Linked DNA regions of Mus musculus: region 2 is linked to region 1. Evidence: chromatin contacts called from public targeted proximity ligation data. All regions are on one chromosome and are shown on one strand. The core of a region is the stretch at or near the end of the contact, and the rest is flanking DNA. Distances in the headings are between cores, read along the strand shown. Region 1 holds the start of Ak3 (adenylate kinase 3). Region 2 overlaps Ric1 (RAB6A GEF complex partner 1).

Evidence for each region.
Region 2: a targeted proximity ligation map of pancreatic cancer cells shows a contact between it and region 1. A contact is called at or near these places in 2 of 39 promoter capture datasets (liver and neutrophils), 5 of 130 datasets of targeted methods (bone marrow-derived macrophages, embryonic stem cells, large pre-B cells and 2 more) and 1 of 9 other capture datasets (adipose tissue).

Annotation. Positions count from the first base shown.
Region 1 is chr19:29,046,230-29,049,433 of GRCm38.p6, forward strand. It overlaps Ak3 (adenylate kinase 3), which reads right to left and starts at 1,732. Exons shown (of 5, transcript NM_021299.2): 1 at 1,450-1,732. The coding sequence starts at 1,600. 1700018L02Rik (RIKEN cDNA 1700018L02 gene) reads left to right here and starts at 1,254. Exons shown (of 1, transcript NR_028360.1): 1 at 1,254-2,500.
Region 2 is chr19:29,602,574-29,605,777 of GRCm38.p6, forward strand. Ric1 (RAB6A GEF complex partner 1) reads left to right here. Exons shown (of 26, transcript NM_001081319.1): 25 at 19-207; 26 at 1,288-3,204. The coding sequence ends at 1,576. Among named protein-coding and RNA genes, the nearest start is that of Ermp1, 44 kb to the right of the region's middle.

The sequences.
Region 1 (3,204 bases), core at 482-2,981:
AATAACCTTTCGATAAACTTTAATTAACTGCAGCCTTTATTATTTCTTAAGGTCGACATTAGAAGAAAACGAAAACATGCTTGAGGGGTGCAGAGGATCGAGCCAAAGAAACTGAAAACTGTGGGTTTTCACACACCCCCACCCCCACGCACACACTTGAATATCAGTGTCTTTTAAACAAACAAAAAACACCCTTTCCTAGAAACTAGCTATACACCCGCCAGGAGGGAGTGGAGAGGTAAATAAATCGCGGTAGATTCAGCAGACACAGGGTAAGCAGTGCAGTGCGGAACCGGACAACGTCTCCATATGGGATGGCAGGCTGAATGCAGTGTGCGAAAACACTGATGTGGAGTAAGTAGATGGTAACTTGATACACTGAGGTTGTAAGAAGGAGCTTTACACAAAGACATTTCCAGAAGGAGATAGACTGTTTCTCTCCGAGGTTCTGGGCTGAGGTAGGGACTAAGAGAAAACTTTGCTTTTTACTTTATACATTTCTGTCTTCCCTCCTCTCCCTGGCCTTTACTTTCTTTTTTTTAAAACCTTGAACAGGTATTATTTCTGTGTAAATAAGCTTCAAATGAATTTTCAAAATAGGCACTAGTTTGAAATTGAAGGTCAACACTATTGTGGAGAAACACATCTAGTGCAAGCTTTTAAAAAATAGTTTACAGCTGTTAGTTGGCTGGCGCCTGGAATCCCAGCACTCACTAGGGAGGCTGAGACAGGAGGATGTCAAACTTAAGTTAAAGTTATCCTTGAATACATCGAATGACACTGTCCCAAAAAATAAATTTAAAAATGCTTTTCTTAAAATAGAACTTACCACAAACCCACCCTTTGTAAAGTGTTGGCTAGATTTTTTGTGCTGAGTTAGAAGACTTTGGAAGGAGAAACACAGCAATCGTTTATGTAACTGTTACAAGGACAACTTTAGTGACTAAGAAATGTCTGGGGGCATCAAAATCTAAGCCAACTTTGTGACTGCAATGAAAATAAGTAATACTTGACCTTGCAGAGAGAAAGGTCAGAATTACAAGATCCCACGGAGCTTACCATGGGCGGGAGGGGGGGGTGTAGGGAAAAAAAAAAAAAAGAAGCTAGCCCTGGCAGAGCCAAAGCCTGCCTTCTGCATACAAGGACACGTGGAGAGACAGGCACAGCTCCCCCCGGCTGGACCCCCACCGCAGCTGCCAGCTGTGTCGAATGAGCTTCTAAAAACAAAGCCAAGGGCTTTCCTTCAGTCTTTGAACTTCCTAGTCCTTTCCTTCCCCCTCCCCCATCTACCCGAAGCTGCCCACGGAGGCCAGAGGATTCGGGGCGCAACGGCTCTTTCCCCAGGCGAGGTCGGGGAGCGCTGCACCCGCGTCGCAGGACCCTCGACCCCGGCCCGCAAAGCCCCGCCGGGACGATCGCACGCCGCCAGCCCTCGGTCTCAGCTCCCACCTGTGCCCTGCAGCATGTTCTGGCGGAGCAGGTCCCCGCTGGAGAGGTGCTTCAGCTCGAAGTGTTTGGTGATGCGTGACGACACGGTGCCCTTGCCGGAGCCCGGGGCCCCCATGATCACGGCGCGCAGCAGCCGCCCCGACGCCCCCATGGTGGCTGGCGGTGGTCCGAGCTGCGCAGACGCTGGTCTGTGGCCTGGCCTGCGCGCTCACAGGCTCCGCGGCCCTGGAGGGCTGGCAGCTGCAAGCGGGCGGTGGCCAGGACGCCCGGCTCTCCCGGAAGTGAGCGACGGCCACCGGGGCCGCCCCGCCGGCTGCTGCACCGCCCCTCCGCGCCCCTGCACCCCACTCCCTTGAGCTCCACCCGGCGCCTCTTGGCATCCCCAGACCCTCGTGCCCTGTGCTGCCTGGTCCCAGCCTGCAGGCTGCGCCCGTCTGCATTCTCCCCAGTGGACAACCTCTGAGCACCCCGTTCTACTTCTAGTCTCCCGCTGGCACCTCTGAGTGCCTGGATTTCATTTTTTTCCCCCCTCTGTGTTCACCTTTTTCACCCTTAGTCTTTTCTAAGAGCCAAGTTCTGTCCTGCTCAGACCCAACAGGAAGCAGCATGCCCCCGTGTTGTGTCCCCTCGGCCCCTCTGGTTCACCAGGTGTTCCCCACCTTTTCACACCAATCCTCCCTTGACCTTCTTCCCTCTGCCTTTTCACCCCATTTCCTTCTCCTCCAGGGGTGACCTGGAACCCTCCTCACAGAAGCTTTCATCAAGTGAAGTATGTGTCTCATCTCCCTGAATCCACTTTCAGAACCAAAAGTAGCTGTCACCGTTAACTTCCGCAGAGGTCAAACATACTAGCTCCTTCAGAAATGCATTCATTTCAGGAAGAGCTACCCAGTGCCTACTGTGTGCCACTGTACTTAGAGGCCTCCGAGAATGCTATGCTGAACAAACCCGAGTTTCTACTGCTGTCCGTTTGTTTTCTTGCTTGTTTGTCCAGGGGTGGAAGTAAGGCTTTTTGAAACAGTACTGTGAATAAAAACAATAACAAACCAGCAGGCAGCAGTGATAGACGTCTTTAAACCCCGCACCCAGGTAGAGGCAGGCAGATCTCAGGATTCCTGGCCAGCCTGATCTACAGAGCGAGTTCCAGGACAGCATGGGCTACACAGAGAAACCCTGTCTTGAAAAACCAAACAACAACTAACCAGAAGGTGTGGGAGGGAGCAGTGATGCCCTGGCGTGGGCTCTGAAAACTGAAGTACAGAGAGGGAGAGTGAGGTACGAACGGATGCAGAAGAGAAGCGATTGAGTCTTATTTTATCTGTAAAATGGACGCAGGAGATTGGTGTGGAGTAGAACGGTGTGTGGATTGCCTGTACAAGACCAACTACAAAGTGCTCCGTAAACGTTGCCCACTGTCCGCCTGATACGGTTTCCTTGTGCCGGGCACCGGGAAAACAGAAAAGTGTCTCTAAAGGAAACACCATGTGTGCCCCCTCAAAGGCTGCCAAATGACTGGTTCAGAACTACTTGCTGTTTCCAAGTAATTATTTCGGGGGTGATGGAGAGGGTAGCAAGGTAGGTTTGCTTGCTCAGAGAGAAGACGTGGTCTCCGTGGCAAGGTGAGGCAGACATCCCTGTACTTAAAAAAGCAAATGAGTGGCTCTCCCGTTGTTATTGCTGCACAAGAAGGAGTTAGTAAATAAGTAAATTACACAGTCCGTGCCTGTGTGTGGAATTAGGAGGAGAGCATGAGGG
Region 2 (3,204 bases), core at 283-2,782, 560 kb after region 1:
TTGCTGCTTTATGTCTAGCTATTTGCTGCACATTTTCATGGAGGCGGGATGTCTGGACTGGTGTGTTGTCATCGGCCTGATTCTCAGAGAATCCTCAGTGGTCAGTCAGCTTCTTGGGATTGCTCAGTCTTCCGAGATGGATGGAGAGATGTTACAGAACATAAAATCAGGGCTGCAAGCAGTGGACCGCTGGGCCTCTACAGACTGGTGAGTGAATGCTGCTTTCCATAATAAGCATGGTATCCTTTGGCGAATGATGGCTTTGTCACATTAGGACCATTATAACTGCCAGGTAGGTAGCACATCCCTTAAGTCCCAGCACTTGGAAGGCAGAAGCAGGCAGACCTCTGTGGGTTTGCGGTAAGCCTAATCTAAATAGCAGGCTTCCCGTCATCCAGAACTGCATATGATACCTGTCCCAAAAAAGCAAGAACTTAAAGTTCACTCATTTGGACAGTTTTAAGTTTATGGAACTTAAAAAATACTTTCATACTTATGTTTTAAAGTAGTTTTCCTTTAACCAATTTGTACTCAGGCTCTTGAATGGGTACTGTCCATTGAATAGCTTATAATGTTGGTTAGTTTATAACGTGAACATATAATGCTGGCTTAAAATTTATGCCATACAAGTGGTCATGAGGCTAGAACTTAGATTGGTAGTTCTGTGGCTAAGTATTCAGAAAGACAGGTTATGTAGTCTATGTAAATGTCAAGGCTCCATGACAGCTACTAGCATCTCCCAGTTAGAAGCAGCAGGTGGGAGTGAGGTCCTGTCCTTGTCAGCAGTCAAGTATAGATTTGAAGCTCTTTTCTTCCCTTAGATCTGGTTTTCTGTAATTGCAAAATGAGTTTAAGTTAGATACTTTGCAATGATCCCTTAGAGTCTAAAGTCTTTCGTTCCTTGTTTCTTATTGTGCACTTAACCAAGTTGTGCTTGTGGGTACTTTGCATTGGTACTTGTGCACATGTGCAAAAGATAAAGGTCGGCTTCTGGTGTCATTTCCCAGGAGCTATTGACTTTGTTGTTTAAGACGGATCTCTCCCTGGGACCTGGGGCTCACTGATTGGGCTAGGCTGGCTGGCTGTCCAGCATGCCTCCAGAAATCCTATCTGTGTCTTGTCAGCACCAGCACACCAGCTTTGTCGGTGGGTCCTAGGGATCGAACTCAAGACCGCGTGCCTGCACAACAGGCACTTTATCAACTAACAGCCATCTCCTTAGCTAGCCCCTCTATCAAGTCTTTTGAATTATAGCAGATGACAGCTAATTTTTCCCCCTTTACTCAGCCCTGGATATAAGCCATTTTTAAACATCATTAAGCCACAACTGCAGAAGCTCAGTGAGATAACAGAAGAACTGGTCCAGCCTGACACCTTCCAGCCAGTAACAGTGGGTAAGACTCCTGAACAGACCAGTCCCCGGGCAGAGGAGAACAGAGGCTCTTGCAGCCATGGGAGCATCTCTCAGAGTGAGCCTGGGAGTAACAACGTGGTCAGCCGGAAAGAAGAGGACACAACACAGGCGGATGAGGAGGAGCCACTTCAGGATGGGGCTTATGACTGTTCTGTGTCCTGACAGCAGTGAGCACGGCACAGCGGGCAGTATTAGTCACAGCAGCTTGCAACTGAGTCATTGTGGCCTGCCGAATGACTTAACAGGTAAAAGAACTTGGGTCAGAACTCTTTCGTAAAGTATTATAATTTAATGAACTCTTCCTCTAAATCTCTTTGACTCCTTAAAAAAAAGTGTGGTATCAAAGCATCTTTCATAAGAAAAATTTAAGCTGCAATAGAAAGTAGTGAACAGTATATAGATGCACACATGGAATATTTTGATTTTATTTACAACAGATTGGTAGTTGTAGGGATTATTCTTAACAGGAGGGATTATTTTGCCCCAAGCGAGCTTACTTTTTCACTACTTACAGCTTATATATTTTCTGGTTTAGTGTGTGTCTAGACTGGTTTTGTTTTTGTGGGGTGGGTTGTTTGTTTTTAACTTTCTTTTAAATATGTGTTAAGGTGCTGTAGCTCATCAGGTAACTGAGCTACTTGTTTGCTTCCTTGTATAGAGTCAGCGGGACTCTGATTGGTCCTTTGAATCCTACTCTTGCACAGTGTGGGTCAGTGGACAGAGACCCTTTGGCTTTGGTACTCTGTTGACTAGCAGTCCTGAATGACGGAAGCTATTTACCTGTGAGTTAATGTGCCTGTTTTAGCAAGCTTAATTTCCTACTAGATCAATGTGGGCAGAGGGTGAGGGGGTTCTTATCAATTATGCTGACACCACTAAATTTTGTATCAAAGAACTGTATCTTTTTGTGAATATTCATGTAAATATACTCAAAGGCACTGTCCATATTTTTAATGCGTGTATTATAATGTGTAAGGTTTTACGCTGGATTCTGCATGACTATACTCACTCTTGGAATAAAGACAAGACTTTTTCTTCTTTCCAAAATGAGCAGTTGTCATAGAGGAAGACAGGTTTGTTGGCCCAGCTGTAAAGTAGTGGTCATCCCACTGATCATGAGGCGGAACAGGTTTTGTGCAAATTAATGTAGTTTCTTATTTATTGCTTTTGTAAATTGAATAAAAACGGGCTTTTATGTAAATAGACTGTGGGATCCTGTATTATCAGCTACTAAAAATTAGTTTGTAAATTCTTTATTATAAAGTTTAAAAATATTTTATGTATTTCTAGATGTGACTTAAATTTTAGTTTTTCATACATTATGAAAGCAGAACTACATATTCAGTTGCTTCAGACTAAACACATACCTATCACATGTAATTCTAATTATTAATAACAGTATTACTTTAGATAGCTTATTTGTACTGTGCAATTTGAACAAGGAATGCAATGTTATTTTTTATAAAATCTTGTTTATTTTTATAACAACAATGTATTTGATGTGGACCAAATTCGTACCACCATGTAAAACAGCCTCTCTTCTAATGCAGATATAGCTTAGAAGTGGAGTTCAGCCCTCTATCCCTGCCTTTTAAACTAGAGAGATAGACGAGGTCCTCTTAGGCAGTATCTTTTAGAGGAAACCTCAGCATTATTTTGAAATTATTTCAAATTTCACCAACTAGTTAAAATTATTGAATTTAGTAATTACTGTTATTTACTTTCTACATTAGAAGTGCAATAATTTTACATAATAAAATTACTGGATGGGTGAAATATGTTATTGGTAC